Linked DNA regions of Mus musculus: region 1 is linked to region 2. The links are chromatin contacts, called in public Hi-C maps. All regions are on one chromosome and are shown on one strand. The core of a region is the stretch at or near the end of the contact, and the rest is flanking DNA. Distances in the headings are between cores, read along the strand shown.

Region 1 (3,416 bases), core at 812-3,311, 540 kb before region 2:
ACAAACATAGACCTACAAAAGCAACTCGAAGCTTGACAGACCACAGATATTACTTTCCAGGTAGTGAGTCAGAGCACTGGCGAACAAAGCCAAAGGGTAAAAATGGGACGGTAAACTGAGTGGCAGGCTTAAAAACTTCTAAATTAGCAATTTGTACAACTGTGGAGTAGTAAATCTGTGAATATTTGATTTGAACTAAAACAAGTGATAGTCAGAATTTTCACCCTGGAAGATTCAGGAGTCAAAGGAAACGGAGAGCAGAAACCAGTGAGAGATGAGATTGTTTTAAGTTCACTCAAAGGAAGTCTTGCCATGCCTCAGATTCCTGGGGCACTCACACCTTTTTCATCCGGTGTTCAGGGTACCATCTGATCTGATCAGTGCTCTCTCCCACCACTGTCAGTGATGTCTTGTCAATTCAGGGCCTGGCTCTGTCTACTCCTTTTGGTATTTCTGCCATGTCACTCCACACAGCTTCTCTGGCACAGCTGTCTGTCACCTTCCCCCGCCACTGCCCCTTGCTCTCCATGTTCATTGCTTTCCTTAGAATGCTGTGCACCACTATGCAGTAGTTAAGATGTTTGCTGATGTCTGCTTGTACATTGTTTATTTAATACTTGCTCCTTCCTAGTCACAACTTCTAGTGTGATTTTATACATTAGAGCAAGACTGCTGGTTTTATCCAACTTTATTTTACTGTTTGACATTCTAATGTTAAAGAAAAAAAGAAAGGAGTGGTGGAGGAGAGATGGCCTAGCCAGAAAGTGGAATGAGAGAGAACCAACCCCTCAAATTACCTGAGGGAGCGAGAGACGGATGAAGAGAGGGAAAGAGGGAAAGAGGGAGAGAGGGAAAGAGGGAGAGAGGGAGAGAGGGGGAGGGGGAGAGGGAGAGAGAACAAGTAACTGCTACGATATTATTACATGTTATTACATTAGTTATAACTCTTCCTAAAGTGCTCACCACACTTTGAAACTAAGTAAGTATAAATATATGTATATATTTATATTATATATCTCTATATCTATCTATCTATCTATCTATCTATCTATCTATCTATCTATCTATCTATCTATCTGAACACATGCTGGCTTCCCTACCACCTTCAATACTAACCTGCTTCAGAGGGGGAGGAGTCAGCAAGAATGAACAGCTATGGATTGTTCAACTGTTAGCAGTACCATGCTTTTCAGCAAGTTCCAAACACATTTAAAGGAAAACCATTGCAACTAACTTCCCCAAACCCCGCAAGCTAACATTCAATTAAATTACTGAACAAAAGAGGTTGAACAAGCAAAGGAGGAGCAGGAGACTGGGAGGTCAAGGGGGGGGGAGGGGGAAGAATAAAGTTTTTATATGTATATTGTATACAAATATAAATACATACATATATTTATTTTAAAAAAACCAGTATGCCAAGATGCATGTCTCATTTTGAGCACAGCTCTATCGACAAAATTTTATCTTAAAACACTTCATTTTGGCTCCCTGACATTTGGATAGAACTTCAAATTACAAAGTGCTTTCTTCTTAGACCTTTCATCTGGGAGAAAAATGACCTGCATCAAAATCAAGCAAAGGGGGATGTAACAAAGTCACCGATTGGCTGAATAACGACCTCTGGACCACTTGCGATTGCAGCCACAGCTGCAGAGATGGGCATTTCTGTTCTCCGTTAGATTCTCTTTGCATTACAAGGTTGGCCTTCCCAGATAATTGGATGTTCTGTCTCCTGCCTCAGGTGGTGCTAACACAGCCTAAAACCAGGGGAGCTCACGTCCTTCCTGGCAGACTCAGAGGGCAATCCTCCTCCTGCATGCCTTTCAGGTACAAATTCCAGACAGCATCCAAACTTCCATGGGGACTCTCTGAAGAGTTCGTTCCCATGACTCCCAGGCAGATTTGTTAGCATATCCGTGTTCTTACTGATTCACTTTCTGTGCTAGACTCATTGTATTATCCTCCTGCCTTGGTTGAAAATTACATCATCGTGTGCCGGTAAGAAGGCCCAGCTGTTCTCAAGCTTGACCCATGAGGTCATCGTTCCAGTCGAGGGCCATTTTCAAGTCCTTGTCTTTGTTGCTCACGTAACCCGAATGGGAGAGTAGCTTACTGACGTATCCAGCCCTCTCAATCCCCTCTGATCTGACATTATACAGGTAATGCATTTGACTTACACATTCTCCAGCCTTCCCTTCTAACAGAACACGTGGCAGGAAGAGAGCGGAGACTGCAGCATGGGCTTCAGCAGCTCCAGATTTAGACCAGTGCGCAAGCCTGTGCTGTTGAATGCAACTGTCTCCGGCAAGCAAAGAAAATACAGAGCATGTGCTGTGCCATCATCTTCTATTCCACGCTTAGCCTCACGCCCAGTATTTTAGCCTACAGAGTCCTGAAAATTGCATTCGCCAGACCTGACATCTTAGACTGACAATAATTACTACGCAGGTGAACTCCATCTTAATTAAAATATGTACAGGGAGCCAAGGAGTTAAAAAAAAAGGACATCAAATTCAGCAGCCTATTAATAGCTTTAGGATTGCCAGGCAGAAATACATCATGCTATAAAAAGTGAAAAACTGTTTTGCACAGTGCATCTTTACAGGATGTTGCAGAAGTGGATTACACAAAGGAAATAAAGTTTACCTTTGATGCTCTCTGTTTTTATTTTTCCACGCTTCCGATGCAGGAGGAGACCTCGACTTCAGATTGTTGCTGTCCTTGATAGCATTAACCAGATGTCACTCTTAGTATGAGATGCTCAAGAGCGCTGAAATATAACAAATGCAATCATTAGCCATGATGACTCATTTGAAGCAGAGACTCACTGAGGGCTGATCTCGTAAAAAAGTGACACCAGCAGCCATTAAATCCAATGAAGTGTGACGAAGAGTTGTATTGGAAATCTACGTGGTGGTGCTGGTGGTGAGGCAGTGTTCGGCGTCTTTATGCATCGCAGAAAGTCAAATCAACCAGGCCAAAATAAAATATCATTATTATAAATAGGTTTGATAAGCTAGAAAATGCTTGTCTATGAATATCAATTATATTCTCCTTAAAAATAATAAAGGGAGGCTAGGAGAAATGACTCAGTGGTTAAGAGCATATTCTGCATTTGTGGAGGACTCGATTTAAGTTTATAGCATCCCCCCTCCCCACACACTGAAACACACACATATGAGAGTCCATGCCATCTGTAATGCTGGCTCCAGGGATCTGATACCTCTGGCCTCTGCAGGCACCTGCATTCATGTGCAAAGATCACCCCACAACATACACACACAACTGAAGATAATACACACAAATCTTTAAAAAGCTATAAAGTACAAATATCAAGTACTTGAATTTGTAAGGCCCAGCATATGCATATGATTTTAATAATTTCCTGGTAACTACATGTTTTATTAATACAATAC
Region 2 (3,966 bases), core at 428-2,927:
TGAGATTTAGCTGATGCTCTCTCATTTCCTTGTTTTTGAACATTATATGCAGGCTCCCAGGAAGTGCTGTTAGAACAGTAGAGAGAGCTCTCTGATGACCAAAATTATCCTGCTACCTAAAATAACATCCACTCTGCCAACCCCTGCTGTAATGTAACAGTGTTGAGGGAAGGTTAAAGGGAGAGCGGGATGGGGCCGGACTCTATAGGAGAGAGCTATAAAAGAAGGCTTTGAATATGCTTATTTTTCACTAACCTTACCTGTCACCAGCTTCAGATGGAACACACCATTTGGGTAACAGTAATAACTAGTTACCAGCCCACTCCAAACACCAGCTCTTGGGAAGGCTTACTTCTTGTTGCATTTTCTTTCTCTGTGTCCTTCAGTGTGTGCATTGGCCTTTTCCACAGGAGTTGCAACTTTGTCGCCCACTGCTGAACCCCTCTCTCATTCTTACCAGAAACCCCTGAGTACCTCTCCTCAGTAGCAGGCAGGTGGACGATGCTGATGATTGTGATATTAAGAGGCTAATTAGCCCTGGAGAACAGTGGCAGCCCTGCTGCTCTGCATACATAGTCACAGTGCAGAAATTTATCCATCGCAATGTTACAGGCTGTTCTTTTTTACCCTGAGAGGTGAAAACAAAACAGGAACTAAAAATGGAGTGTGCAGAGCCATCTGGATCTGATGTGGAACTGACAGGATGGGCTGGCAACTTCTCTCATCCTTGTCATGCAGGGGGGAGGCACTGAGGACTCATTAAGCACTCTCCATGCAAGCAGATGGAGATACAGAGGAAAGGCTATGCTATACGTTCTTTGTCAAAGAGCCTTCACCTAAAAACACCTAAAGGCGCCCAGAACTTTCTTTTAAGTGAATATGTAGAGCCATTATGGGTGTCTGTATAATAGGAACTATGGAAGAATTCCTTAAAGAAGTTTGTATGTGAATTTTTTGTGTTGAAATCAAGAGCTACTAGAACATACAAAAGCATGCTAGTTTGCTTAGGCTCCTGAAGTCATTGTGGCGCTGCAGGGCTAAACAGACTTTGAAAGAACGTAGTGTAGGTTTAGGTCTTAGGTTGACTGCTTCTAGATGGATGCCACTGGCCAAGTTCACACTGAATCTGAGCCTCAGGTCTCTTCTCTGCAAAGCGAGTATAGCACTACCAATGTTTGCCTTTCTTAAGCACCAGATGAGTAGTGTGAAAGCGGCATAGCCTAACAGCTCTATGGTGACTTGGTCTCTATTGTTTGAAATAGAAATATTTTACTTTCCTAATTGTAAATCTATTTTTTTTCAGAAAAAAAATATAAATATATAAGACAGTAACAGTGATTTCTGTTGTCAAAGAATTGACTGCTGCTGTATTCTAATGGTTTGCTTGATAGAGGTTGTTTGCCCCCATTTACAATAATAGCATCATACTACACATCTTGCTTGTGAAAATAGGTTTTAATTTAAGGTTATGTGCGAGAATGTAAGCTACTATTATTTTCACTGCAGAAAAGGAAGCAACTGATTTGAAGCCGAAGAAACCACAAATACAAGCAGCATATGGCCTTCCCTCACTGTGTCAAAGTGAATTATTCATGAGCGTTTGTCAGAAATATCCGGCGCTACTGAGTTGTTCTGGAACAAAGAGTACAAATTCTAGGCAGTGATAACTCTGCGTGCAATTCAACTTGTTTTTACTTTCTATCTGGCCATGAGGCAGAGCTCTCTGTGCTGGAGCCCTTAGCATGTAGATGAATGAGCTTCAGCCAATAGAGTATGAGGAAAAGGAAACACACTCGATCCTCTCAGGTGATTGGTAACATGTGTGTCCTTGCTGTGGCTCCCTCTTCTGCCCTGTGAATGGAAGGAGCCTCAGACGCGGGTCCACCTGCTGCCAAGCACATGCTGGCCTCAAACTACATGAGTAAGAAATGTGCTTTCACTAGCCTACTGAATTTCAAACGTTTATATTATAGTAGCACCCTGGGCCTAGCTTAACTAACGAAGCTTTCAGCATACTTCCAAGTGACAAAATACAGCCATTGCTCAGTATTCATGGGAGATGAAGCCAGGACAGCAACAGATACCCAAGTCTGCAGATGCTCAAACTCCTCATTAAAATGTCCTTGTATCTGCATAGAACCTAGACGTTACAACCCTACTTCTATACATTATATTTTCTGTAGATGATGTGCAATAGCTAACATGGTATAGAAAAAGTGCGCAGTTCCTCCACTGCACTGCTTGGACAATAATGGGACAGAAGAAATGCTGTTCGTATTCAGTACAAGGATAATTTCCTCAAATGATTTTGAAGTGCAGTTGGTCAAACCCCCATAGATGTAAAACTCTCCAGTAGGGTTGTATAGACTGAAAACTGGAGTCAATCCAAAACTTTCTTGACTTATAGAAAGAGCTGGAAAACATCAAGAATTTTAATTTCAGAAGTAAAACGAATGAATTTTAATCTCTGGCACAAATAAGTTTCCTTCTACTTCCTTATTAAAACTTCTTAAATTGCTATTTTCAGAGATGAAGTCTGAATCTAAAATTGAGACTGAAAATGCAAATATCTCTACGAGAGGCAGCAACACGTTTATTTTACCGTAAGGTGTGAACAATGGATATAATTTTTAGAGCTAAAATTCAGGGAAAGGTGAAAAGAAGCTAAGAGACACAAAGACCCTGGCAGCAAAAGGAACGCATAATGAAGAGAGAAAAATAAAAAGAAAGGAAAAGGACTGTTCAAAGGTCAAATACCTCAAAGTATGTCTGAGAACAACTGGATGAAATGTGTCAATCAAAGGCACAACTATTAGTCTAATAATGATCATGAATGGAGAAATGAATGTCGGAAATTGTGAAGTCTGAGGTTTCCTCTTACTTGCAACCTAACAAATTGCCTTGACATCTTGTAGGAACCTGTGAAAGATACAACACTGTCAGGTCAGAGACAGATCACTGTGCACAGGGTTTAGCAGACCACAAACTTCATCCTGCTGTGCCAGGCACCAAGGAGGAGGGTGCAGGAGAAAGCCAGTGGATGTGACACATAGTGAACGTCACACCTCCGCTCAGGCAAGCTGTGCTTAGGAAATCTTCAGACGTTGGCTGTAACCAAGACCAAGAGATACTTGTCCCGAAGAGAGACACTATCTTTATTACACAGAACAGCAAGTGAATCTGCTGAGCGCTTCAGAAAAGGCCAGCTCTTCTGTTTTCCAAAGGTGCTTATTTGACACTACTCCTTGGAAAGAGAGCTGAAGTGCCAGTTCACCCAGGACAAGCAGAAACACGGAGACACCCTGGAGCATTGTCTCAGCTATCCCAATGGGTCATAGCTTAGCATTTCATAGGGGGGAAAGCACTAAAGGATGCCAGTGACTCTAAAGAAAGCTGGTGGTAGAGCCTCAAAGAGATGCTTAGAAATGTGCTGTGGAGAAAGCCCCGTGTCTTAGAATAAGACTCGAAATTCAGTCGGGACTCTTTCAGTTACTACCTATTTGACTTTGTGAAAGCTGCATGGTCTCAAGTTTTTCATCTTAAAGGCATAGAAAGATACATATTATAGAAAGATATGCATTATCTTTACATATATAGAAAGATATGTACTATTTTACTAATAATGCATGGTCTAGTTACTGCAGGAAATAACCATAAATAACCACATGTAAGTAGAGCAGACTAATACATAACACACATTGCTATCTCAGTACTTGAAACATTAACAATTCACTAAATAGCCATATGTATTTCATAGTGTTCATAGTTCATTTTCTTATATACATATGTTTATATATGTACATATTCCCACCATACTTTTATCCACTTACAAGTTGTATTATTTCTCAATTGTTTAAATCTGTCACTTTATTTTTAAAAACTGTATGTGTGTGTGTTGCACAATTTCTCCCCCCCTCCTGTTTGTAGTTTCCTCCAATGGACTGCTCAAATAAAGTAAGTCCCTTG

The links. Hi-C and Micro-C count contacts between places; a contact is called where the count stands out from the background.
Region 1: a Hi-C map of cortical neurons shows a contact between it and region 2, with 1.8 times the contacts expected there. The contact joins two enhancer-like sites. A contact is called at or near these places in 1 of 484 Hi-C or Micro-C datasets (cortical neurons) and 1 of 115 datasets of contacts at active chromatin or transcription factors (bone marrow-derived dendritic cells).

Annotation. Positions count from the first base shown.
Region 1 is chr17:70,307,401-70,310,816 of GRCm38.p6, reverse strand. It overlaps a transcript of Dlgap1 not described here. Among named protein-coding and RNA genes, the nearest start is that of Dlgap1, 120 kb to the left of the region's middle. Within about 2 kb of position 2,061, at least 26 of the 459 cell types and tissues checked have an H3K27ac peak or open chromatin away from gene starts, as enhancers often do. A contact at or near this core is called in cortical neurons, where this site is marked.
Region 2 is chr17:69,766,937-69,770,902 of GRCm38.p6, reverse strand. No RefSeq gene overlaps it. Among named protein-coding and RNA genes, the nearest start is that of Gm36594, 160 kb to the left of the region's middle. Within about 2 kb of position 1,677, at least 32 of the 459 cell types and tissues checked have an H3K27ac peak or open chromatin away from gene starts, as enhancers often do. A contact at or near this core is called in cortical neurons, where this site is marked.